Regions from separate parts of the Mus musculus genome. Here region 1 is linked to region 2. Evidence: chromatin contacts called from public Hi-C data. All regions are on one chromosome and are shown on one strand. Each heading gives the region's core, a stretch centred on a gene start, on an enhancer-like site or on the middle of the called end of the contact. The rest is flanking DNA. Distances are from core to core; before and after follow the strand shown. Region 1 has its middle 39 kb from the start of Klrh1. Region 2 holds the start of Klre1 (killer cell lectin-like receptor family E member 1).

The links. Hi-C and Micro-C count contacts between places; a contact is called where the count stands out from the background.
Region 1: a contact with region 2 is called in a Hi-C map of CD8 T cells, with 3 times the contacts expected there. The contact joins the enhancer-like site here to the promoter of Klre1 in region 2. A contact is called at or near these places in 2 of 15 datasets of contacts at CTCF or cohesin (CD8 T cells and large pre-B cells), 18 of 484 Hi-C or Micro-C datasets (CD4 T cells, CD8 T cells, LSK cells and 12 more), 2 of 115 datasets of contacts at active chromatin or transcription factors (CD8 T cells and bone marrow-derived dendritic cells) and 3 of 9 other capture datasets (adipose tissue, liver and macrophages).

Annotation. Positions count from the first base shown.
Region 1 is chr6:129,820,660-129,826,787 of GRCm38.p6, reverse strand. No RefSeq gene overlaps it. Among named protein-coding and RNA genes, the nearest start is that of Klrh1, 39 kb to the right of the region's middle. Within about 2 kb of position 2,582, at least 12 of the 459 cell types and tissues checked have an H3K27ac peak or open chromatin away from gene starts, as enhancers often do. A contact at or near this core is called in CD8 T cells, where this site is marked.
Region 2 is chr6:129,575,991-129,581,726 of GRCm38.p6, reverse strand. It overlaps Klre1 (killer cell lectin-like receptor family E member 1), which reads right to left and starts at 3,441. Exons shown (of 7, transcript NM_153590.3): 1 at 3,362-3,441; 2 at 1,610-1,809. The coding sequence starts at 1,790.

The DNA of each region.
Region 1 (6,128 bases), core at 1,333-3,832, 250 kb before region 2:
CTCATGATCCGCCTCCATAAACTGGAGAGTAACTGTGTTATGATCATTTTGTAGTGAGATAAATCTGACGTTTAGAAATACTCAGTGACCCCCAAAAGGATCCTCAATGGATAACTATGCATCTATACATGTTTGTATTGTACTGGTTTGTTGATTATTTTACAGATGCGGAATGAATACCATCACCAAAAGCTGAAAGAATAAAAAATTAAAAGACTTAAGCACATACTCTCCCACTGAGTGCCAAACCAGGCAGTTCAGGAAGGGAAAGGGATCCAATAGCAGGCAACAGAATCAGAATCAGCCCGTGCTCCAATTGTTATAGGACATACATGAAGACCAAGCTGCACATGTGCTACAAAAGTGTAAGAGGTCAATGTCCAGTTCCTGCATGCTCTTTGGTTGGTGGTTCAGTCTCAGCAAACCCCCATGAGTCCAGGATTGTTAGTTGATTCTCTAGGTCTTCCTGTGTTGTCCTCTCTCAGTCATATCTCCAGACTTCTTCCACAAGACTTCCCATGCTCTGCCTGATGTTTGGATGTGGGCCTTTGTATCTGTTTCCATTGGCCTCTGGATGAAGCATCTTGGGAGACAATTATGTTAGATTCCTGTCTGCAAGCATAGCAGAGTATCTTATTAGTGTGGGGGATGAGCTTTCTCACATAGGATGGGTCATTGGTTAGCTTTTCCTGCAGTCTCTGCTCCATCTTTATTCCTGTGCATCTTGTATGCAGGACAAAGGTTTGGGTGGGTTAATGTTCCCACCTATCCACTCGAAGGGGCGCTTCTCTCTGGATGTTAATTAAAAAGAACTAAATTATTGAAGAAAAACATATATAGTAGTAAAAGAAAAATATTTTAAAAAGAAAATAGGATCAATGGGGGAATGATAGAAAATCCTTTGGAATCTTGTTATAACATTCTACCAATAATGTTGTAATAATAATCTCCTTTTTCTTCACCAAGGAGACTTGTTTCCTAATTTCTGAGGCTTGAATTTACTGTGGATTATTGACTGTGCCCTCTGGTGGCCAATGCACAAAAGTCATACAATCTGTTGATCTTTTGAAAAAATTTAATCCAAAACTGACAAATAGTACAGATATTAATGCTTCAAAAGACATATTCTTATTTGAATAAAAAAAATTGAAAAGCCATTACAAACCAAGTTACAGACTGTGTCAAATGGTGATCATTAAGTCATCGATTCTACCTGGATTCCTGAAACACCTTCCACATATACTTAGTGACTTTCCAGTTTACTGAGGGTATATCTATAAGTGAATGTATCATTAAAACTCATGATCAAAGAGTGGTATGTAAGGTTTTCCTCCCTCTTCCTATTCTTTCTCCTCCTCCTCCTCCTCCTCATTTTTCCTTCTTCTTTTCTTTCTCCCTCCCCTTTTCTTTTTCTTTTCCTTCATGCTCATTTCCTTCTCTTTCACCCTCATCCATTCATTCATTCCTACATAAAACAAACTGCCATAAAGCATATAGTCCTATGGAGCAAAGAATTTATGACTTTCATCAACAGAGTTCTCTGAGTGTAGTTGACTAGTAGACATGAGTTGGGCTAGAAGTGGGTCCTCCCTAACTGTGCCTTCTGATAATGAAATCAGTCATTTTCTTTCAGTAACTCAGATAATCAGATTACCAACTCAACTAATACAAAATATAAAGTAAAGCACTTGTGAGAAAATATTTTTAAAATACTGAAGAGCCCCCTTGAAGTCATTTTTAAAAACCTCAACAACTCTTGGACCTAAGCACTATATATTTTAAATTAATTAATTAATTTTATGTGTAGAAATATTTTATCTGCATATGTGTCTGTGTATTACATATGCGCACTGACTGTGGAGACCAGAACAGGGCATCAGATCCCTACAATTTGAGTTATAATCTGTCATGTGGGTGCTGGGAACCCAACCCAGGTCTTCTGAAATGGTAGCCAGTGCTCATAACTGCTGTGGTGAATTGAGAGAGGATGAGTCTAAAGACTCATGTATCTAAAGACTGCTTGGTCTCCAGGGCCTGGAACTGTTTGGGAAGAATCAGGAGGTGTGGCTTTGTTGAAGGAAGTGGATCACTGGGCGTGGGTGAACTTTGAGCTTTCAAAAGCCCATGCTATTTACAATTAGCTTTTTCTGACTCATGCTAGTGGATCAGATGTAAGTTCTCAGTTACTTCTCTAGCCCCATGCCTGCTGCCATGCTCCCTGCCATGCATGCCATGGACTCTAACCATCTGAAACCATAAGTCCTCAATTTAAATGTTCTCTTTCATATATTCCTCTAGTCATAGTATTATGACAAAGCAATAGAAAAGTAAGAAAACTGTGAAGCCCTCCTCCTCAAACATGCACTATATTTTTAATAATCAGCCATTTTAGTGCAATACCACATTCTCTCATGAATTTCACTTGTATATATCACTTCTCAAATTTCAAACTTTTACTAGTGTATAGATGAAAAGAAGAAAAGAGACATTTTTTTGTAAGGGTCATCTTTCCCCTTGTGTGAAAAGTTCTCTACTCTGGGTTTGTAGTCTACAAAACATGACCTCCTGAGTCTGCGGTTTCCTGTGTGGTTTAGTACAAACATCTTAAGTCCAGCAGACACTTCCTTTCCTCTGTTAGGCTAACCACTCAGAAAATATCTGCTATGATTTTATATCTTATTTTTACATAATCTTTATATACAGTGCTTTAAAATATCCAATCAATTCTTGTGATGGTAGGGAGATGGCATAGATGAGCTATAAACTGTCTAGAACCTGTTAGTTATTTAACTGCATATCATATTTCTCCTATTGGTTTGAGTATACGTTGAGAAAGCAGTTGCCCAATTGTTGCTGGGATCTCATTCCAAGTTTTGTTTATCCCTATAGTCATTGTAATCTCAAATAAGACAGACTGTAGGTTAGAAACAGGCAATTAGTCATCCAGTTAGACCAGCACCATATTTTGAAGATGCTTTCTTTTTCCCATTGTGTGTTTTTGAATTCTTTGTAAAAAATCAAGTGTCCATAGGTGTGTAGGTTTACTTCTACATCTTTGATTCTATTCAATTGATGAACCTCTCTGTTTCTGTATTAATACTATGTAGTTTTTATCACTATTTTTCTGTAACACAGCTTGAGGTCAGGGATGGTAATTCCTCTAGAGGTTCTTTAGTTGTTCCAGATTGAACTCTATATAAAGTTGAGAATTGCTTTTTCAAGGTATGTAAAAATGTGTGGTGGAATTTCAATGGGAATTGCATTGAATATGTAGATTGCTTTTAGTAAGATGATCATTTTCACTATGTTAATTCTACCAATCCATGAGCATCTTTCCATCTTCTAAGGTATTCTTCAATTTCTTTCTGTTAGGCTTTCAGATAGGAGCCTAACATAGCTGTCCTCTGAGAGGCTCTACTTAGCAGCTGATTGAGACAGATATAGATACCCACAGCCAAACATTAGACAGAGACTGGGAACCTTAATGGAGGAGTTAGGGGGAGGATTGAAAACCCTGAGAGGGATGTCAAGACCACAAGAAGACCAAAAGTGTGAATTAGCCTGGACCTCTGGGAGCCCCCAGAGACTGAGTTACCAACCGAAGAGCATACATTGGCTGGTCTGAGGCTCTTCCCACTACACATATGTAGCAGTCGTCTGCCTTGTATGGCCACAGTTGGAGATGATGTGCCTCATCCTGCAGAGACCTGATGTACTAAGATAGGGGAATATCCAGGGGGAACATCTTCTCAGAGGTGAAGGGGAGGAGGAATGGAAGGAGTAACTCTTTGAATGTCAGCAGGTATGGTAGCATTAATTAAAATACTCAGTTTCCTCCTATGACAAATGGGGTCCAAGTACCAACATCATCTTTAGGCCAGTATTTCTCAATGTCCCTAATGCTGCTACTATTTAATACAGTTCCTCATGTTATGGTAACTCCCAAACATAAAATTATTTCATTGCTACTTCATTACCATAATTTTACTACTGTTATGAATATCAATATAAATACCCAATATGGAGGATAACCAATTTTTGACCCCTAAGGAGGTCATGATCCACAGGTTGAGAACCTCTGTTTCAGACAGAGCCACCCTGCCTTTCGTGAAAGAATGGAATTTCTATAGAGTACTTTCATTCAGTGGCATCTTGGCATTGTGAAAAGAACAGAGTGGATAATAGAATCCTTGCAGAAATATGCCCAGCAGACAAGGAGGAACCCCTGCTCAGGAGAATGTGTCAAGTACAGGAATAGGTTTGCAAGCTCTCAGAGAGTTGTTATCTGATAAGTTGTGACTCACAGGAGGCTGTAGGTTAAAAATAAAACTACATAATAAATACCATTGCTATTAGATAGATGCCAAAACCGACTCAGGATAAGTTGATATTTTGTTTATAGGAAGCATACCACTCTTGCTAGGTGTTGGCCACTATCTGTGAAATTGTTGGTGCTACCACATTAAAGACTATATCATAATATAGAGGAGTTTGACAGTGGGGTATAATTGTCTCATTTCTTTTCAAAAGTTCCCTTACTTTCTGCAAAAAAAATAATACTGTACATTATTTATTCCAAATACTAAAATATTATTAGTTCAAGATACAATCACTGAAAAGAGTGTTGAAATCATTTGCATTTTTTAATCAAATCTTCAAGTTTAGTTTGCATTATACATTTATTGCATCTCTAAATCCAGACCAAACACATCACATGTACCCAGTGGGGGAAAAATGTTTGACAAGAAGCTACCATATTGGGTAGGGAGCTCTAAGTGATGGTTTAATTCAGTTTATATACCTAGATTTTATTTACTCATATTGCAATCATTATGAAAATTTCTATAGACTTCTTATGAAGGGCTATACTTATCTTCTTTTCTCCCATATTTAAGCCCATATGCTATTGCTATAACTCCACTTTAAGACCATGGATTACTATGTCCAATTTTCTGAGGAACAATCAAACTGATTTCCAGAGTGGTTGCACCAGCTTGCAATCCCACCACCATTGAAGGAATGTTTCTCTTTTGCCACATCCTCACGAGCATCTGCAGTCTCCTGAGTTTTTTATCTTAGCCATTCTGACTGGTATAAAGTGGAATCTCACAATTGTTTTGATTTGGATTTCCCTGATGATTAAGGATGTTGAACATTTCTTTAGGTGCTTTTCAGACACTCAGTATTCCTCAGTTGAGAATTCATTGTTTATCTCTACACCCTATTTATAATAGGGTTATTTGATTCTCTGGAGACTAAATTCTTGAGTTCTATGTATATATTGGATATTAGCCCTCTTTCGGATGTGAGATTGGTGAAGGTCTTTTCCTAATCTGTTGGTTGTTGTTTTGTCCTATTGATAATATCCTTTGCCTTATAGAAGCTTTGCAATTTTATGAGGTTCCATTTGTCAACTCTTGATCTTAGAGCATAAGTAATTGGTGTTCTGTTCAGGAACATTTCCCCTGTGCCCATGTGTTCAAGACTTTTCCCCACTTTCTCTTCTATTAGATTCAGTGTATCTGGTTTTATGTAGAGGTCCTTGATCCACCTGGACTTGAACTTCATACAGGAAGATAAGAATGGATCAATTTTCATTCTTCTACATGTTGACAACCAGTTGAAAAATGCTGTCCTTTTTCCATTGGATGATTTTAGCTCCTTTGTCAAAAATCAAGTGGCTATAGGTGTGTGGGTTCATTTCTGGGTCTTCAATTTTCTTATATTGATCTACCTTCCTGTCACAGTGCCCATACCTGAGGACCTAGCTATAACAATCCTAGGCATATACTGAGAAGATGATCCAACATATAATAAGGATACATGCTCCACTATGTTCACAGCGGCCATATTTATAATTGCCAGAAGCTGGAAACAAACCAGATGTACCTCAACAGAGAAATGGATGCAGAAAAAGTGTTACATTTACACAATGAAATACTACTCAGCTATTAAAAACAATGACTTCATGAAACTGGCAGGCAAATGGATGGAACTTGAAAATATCAAACTGAGTGAGGTAACTCAGTCACAAGAGAATATACATGCTATGTAAACCCTAACAAGTGGATATTAGACAAAAGTATGGAATAAAAAAATTCTATTCACAGACCATATGAAGTCAAAGA
Region 2 (5,736 bases), core at 2,192-4,691:
AGTTTAATATCTTTAATTTAAAACAGAGTTCAGTAGTCAATGTGGAAAATATAAATACCACTGCATAAAGGTAAGCCAAAAACATCAGTGAGTAATTTATAATTTTGTATAACACAGGAACTAAATTAAAAAGCCTTTTCAGTGAAAATAATCATTTACTAGAACTGGGCCTTTTATTCCTATATTTGGCCTCAAACCCTACTCTCTAGCACCCTCTTTAGGGTGAAGAGGGCATGTGTGGTGGAGGAACTAAGAGAATACAATTTGAAACATAAATGAGAAAAGACTGATTTAGCTCTGAATTTTTCTCTGTACAGGTGATTGCATTCTAAACTAGGAAGCCAAATGAACCGCTTTTACTAGTCCTTTTCCCTTCCATACTTCCCGACTCTTTTCTTTAACCCAGAAAGCACGTGTCAAGGTTTATACTGTGTCGTCCAAGGAGGAGACTTACTAATGAAGCTGAGAACAAGGGTTGGCCACACTGCCAACACTTTCTAGTGCATCTACCTGGCTAGCACTGGTCAGCTGATGGACTCTACCTTCTCTCTGCTGGCAAACAGACTGGGAGGGAGTCACATCCACAATAGACTCAAACTTCACCTGGGTGCTCAGTGCCACACAGCAGTCTGCTTCCTCTCGGCCAGCGTTTCTCATCTACTTGGCTTTTCTTTCCTTTTGCCTTGCCGCTAATATTCTCTTCCAAACATTCACCACTGAATGGACACAATCTCAAGATCGACATGCTCTAAGTAAACATTCTATGGAAGCCTATGCTTCATTGAAATGGGATTTTTGGGGGGTGAGTTTTCAGACTACTAGCATTACTGTGAGAAACTTAATTCATGCTTTACTCACTCCACTTTAGCAGTATTCCTCACTGTATTTTAAAAAAACAAGGTAAGTCTGAAGATGAAGGTGGCATTCTGGTCCCTAGAGCTTTGCCACTCAAGCTCAGATTTTCTCTTCCTTTCTTCCTTCTTTCCTTCCTTCCTTCCTTCCTTTCTTCTTTGCTTCCTTCCTTACTTAGCAATCTGTAAATTGTCATCTGCCAATTCCTAATTTCCCTTTCTCTATCTAAGATGCTTGGATCTTCCAGACATTTAAGGCAAGCCTTAAATGATAACCAGAGGAACATCCCAGAAATAAGCCATAACTACATTAGCTGCATGAAACCTTCACAAAGAATTGATTTTATCTTTGCTTATATCCAACTTGTTTTGAAGTCCAAGTCTGAAGGAAATACATTTATTTTTTGCTTGTTTCAGGGTATTATGAGAGTAAAGTTTCAGCTTCTCCTGCACGCAATAACCTGGTCAGAAACCCATCAGACCAACCAAATTCATAATGCCCCAGAACAGGATTCCAAGACCCACTGCCCTGGGCAGCTATATCCAGTAATTTTTTCATATTTTAACTTCTATAATCCTGTAGCCAGGGAGTTCAGTTCTATCCTTTTTCACTTCTTAAAAGTTTATTTTTTTCCATTCAAGGCTAAAGCAAATATCTCTTTAACAGCAAGCAATGTATATCCCTAGTATCTAACAAAACTTGACCTTAACCTGAATTTTCAACAATCTCCCTGTGTTTATTGAATACAATATTATACCTTTACCACTGATGTCTTCTGCTGTGTTTTTGTGCTTCTTAAGATGTTTCTGGTATTTTTTCCTCTGCTCAATGGATGACAATTCATTTGAATTAAGTGTATTCTTAATCTTGTTCTTTGCTTTACTCTTCTGCTGGGAATTCACATTTAGGGTAGAACGGGTTACAGGTGCTTCATCCATCTTTATAAAGACAAAAATGCTGTGAGGAAAGGAAAGGAAATATCGGCATAGCATAATCTGGGGAAATGTACTTTAGTAAAAATGAGTAAAATAACAATTCTAAAAGCTTTTGCGTTGAGGAATAGACATGACCATATGCTTTTATGAGGTATGCTTTCAACTTTGAAGCCTAAAATATATGAAAACATAATACCAGAAACTTAGAGGTAAATTAAGTAAACTAACTTTATTTAGTTAATTCTTTTCTTAAAACAGTGAGGTACTTAGGCTCCAATCCAGCACCTTGTGCATGCTACATAAGTGCTTTATAAGTGGGCTAAATTTCCAGTGTTGTTTGTTTGTTTGTTTGTTTGTTTGTTTGTTTGTTTGTTTTGACAGATTCTCACTACACTACTGACAGGTCTTGAACTTCTAATTCTCCTGGCCAAATTAGTTCTTAAATAAATGTGACTAGGCTGATTGTATAGCTTATTAATACAGCATTTGCTTAGCATGTATAAGGTACTAAGTTTATCTCTAGCAACACACACACACACACAAACACATATGCACAAAAAGAGGCAAGGAAAGAAGGAAAGAAGGAAAGAAGGAAGGAAGGAAGTCTTGTCTTTAATATAAACTGAAAAATAGTATTCAAAGATCCAAGAGGCAGAGGCAGGCACATTCCTGAGTTTGAAGTCAGCACCTGATCTACATAGAAACTTCTGGACCAGCCAGGGCTGTATAGTGAAACTCTTTCACAAACCAAAAATAAATAAAAAATAAAAATTAACAAACAAACAAAACTGAAACAAAAACAAAATGAAAAAAAACAATTTTGAAATAATTAATTAAAATACTTTAAAAGATAAAAATAGCTTATAAACATTTTTAAAATCTGTATTGTTATTCAAGTAGTGTGATTTGTCAAATGAATAAACAACAACAACAACAACAAAACCAAGATATATAAAATACTAAAATATATTAAACTCAAAGTGGGAGGAAAATTAATTGTATGCTATTTGCTAATTTTGACCCTCCGTGGCAGAGCTGAGGAAAACTGACCAGAATGCCATCACTTGTTTGTGACTCAGGTTCCAGAGAAGCTTTCCTGTGAAAATTGTTATATCTGAAAGTCACCATACCAAGCTGGAAGTTGTAGTATCGTTACTTTGGTCTGTCATTGATTTCTGTAGATTGGGAATGAGAATCAAATAAAATGAAAGCTTGCTTGCTTGTGTACTCTGGTTGGTGTTTATTTTCAATTAAAATGCCTTAAACAAGGCTGGAGAGATAGCTCAGTAGTTAAGAACACTAGCTACTTTCCCAGTGAACATCCCAGAACACACGTGGTGGCTCACAATCCTCTGTAACTCCCCATCCAGGCTATCCCATGCGCTCTTGTAGTTGCCTGGAGCACCAGGTACACACAGTGTGCACATGCATATATGCAGACATGACACCAATACGCATAAGATAAAGGTATAATAAACAACTTTAAACCATGCCTTGAGGGAGATTTATTCCCCCTAGAACAAATTATATAAGTTATATGTTCCAAACTCTGAACCAGAAATGATCAGACATACCTGAAGCAAAGAGGGAATTCCAGGCACAGATGTTAAAACTTTAATATGTGCTAATCAGCAGGGTCTGGAGCAGGATATGTAAGACTGAACTGGGAACAGGGGAGGAAGCTGCTTGATCACACTTCACAGCCCCATAGCAAAGTCCTCACTAATGCTTTACATTTCCGTTTAGCACCCATAATATGGGTGAGAGCATAGCTTAAAACTCAAGTAAGATCATGTGTCCATCCACTACTCAATACTCATGAGGCTGTGCATTCATTCCCAGGCACAGCAAGTCATGGATCTTGAAAAAAAACAAGCAAACATTGATGTAATCAAATATTCCATTCCCATAAGAACATTTTCACTACAATGTCATATATGACTCTCTGGAACCACAGCTTAAACACAATCGAGTCAGAATGGCATGAGAATGATGTGTGTGTGTGCCTCTGTGTGTGTGTGTGTGTGTGTGTGTGTGTGTGTGTGTGTGCGCGCGCGCGCGCGTGAGTGTGTGTGCTATTGTGTGAATATGGATGGGTGTGGTCACCCTTAACTTTCATTTGAACTTAACTAAATTTTATTTTAGACAGTTTTCTTCCAGACTATTACTGGCTGACCTGCATGTTTTTCAAAGTATTACCTTTGAAGACTGTAGTACATTCTGAGATATAAATCTTCAGCCTGTTCCCAGACTTATGCCCTAGGAATGCCTCTGTCAAAGACTCAGGTAAAGACATTCCTTAAGAATACTAATACAGTCTTTAAGAAAGAAAGTGTAAACGCCCAGCTCAGCTTCAGAAAGCACAGACTGGGACAACAAACATCTGAGCCATTGGCTGACCTCTCTGTAAAGCCTTCATGGATTTTCCCATTAGCTCATGTTATCTCTCTCTTTTGTTTCTGCTTTTTGCTTCAGAATTGAACTCCATTACTTTCCCCTACTTCTATCATCTTGAATAAGTTGTTTGCCTATTGAATTCTTCCTAGTGGATTTCTCTTTGACTACGTATACATATGCAGAAGTTCTGTCTCATGTTTTGCATCTTTTTTTTGTAAAATTGAAAGTTAAGTAACTAAAAAGATGGGAAACAAAATTACTGTTACTCTCCCCAGGCCAGACTTTCAGAATCACTAAGTGTCTTAAACATTCTAGTAATGAGAAGTCCGGAAAGAAAACAAACAGAGTGGAGGAGATTCTGTGAATTTGCAGCCCCAAAACTGCCACCAGTGGGAAGCATGCTTAAGAGTGGGAGGGTAAGAAAGACTCTGGCCATGAGTCCCCTGAACCAGTCTGTGGAGTCTTATATCCTCCAACTATTCTCATCCTGGGTCTCTTTTCGTATCCCTGATAGTCCCCCTTCACTCAGAGGCCTGGGAAATGGCTCAATTCTCCTAGCTGTGCAGTTTGAGGAGTCTGCCTCACAGTCCTGGGGCCTCTACTATTTATGTGCAGCTGAGATGTCTGGATTCTGGACTTGACAGCAATAAAGAATGTCAAGATGAGCCAAACTGACACAAACTTGGCCTGGTTGTTGATCAGGAGATACAATTTGAATTGTATCAGAGAGAAGTGACCCTCAGGGCCATCAACCTTGGAAAGAGATTTAGGGATTTTGGAATTACAGTATTTAGAGGGAAGAAAGAAAACATTGCAACTCTTTGAAGTATAAATGAAATCACTGGGTCATTTATGAGCACACTAGACAGGCTTACACACAAGAAAGGAATTTTTTAAGAACAAAAGCATGAATGGATAAAGGGATGGATGGATGGGTGGATAGATAGATAGATAGATAAATAAATAAATAAATAAATAAATAAATAAATAAATAAATAAATAAATAAATAAAATTTACATAGATCATATACATACAAACAAAATGCCGCAACATATTCTACCTGGGCATACTTAACTACCCATCTTAGCAATTATATGTGTGATCTTTTTAGGCAGTATAATCTCTAGAAATTTTGACTCAGCTAGCAAGAAAAAGGTCCAGGAAATGGGGCATAAGGGACTTGTGCCTTTCTAAAACTCCTTTAAATATTTCCTCCTTTCGTTTTTGTTTTTCATTCTTTGACTGTTATTTTATTTAAAATAGCACTCTCCAATTTTGTATATTTTCCCAAAAATGACATGATTTTACTTGTCTTTATAGCTAGGTAATATTCCTCTGTGTGTGTGTGTGTGTGTGTGTCTGTGTGTCTGTGTGTGTGTCTGTGTGTCTGTGTCTGTGTCCATGAGCAATACATTTATATATTCTTTTTTCCATCCATAGATACATAGGCTGATAACTCAAGAATGATAGTTCCATCATAGTATGGGTGTGTAGAAACTACTACTTGAGTTTTGAAGACACAAAGCTGGATCTGCAACATTTCATCCTCTG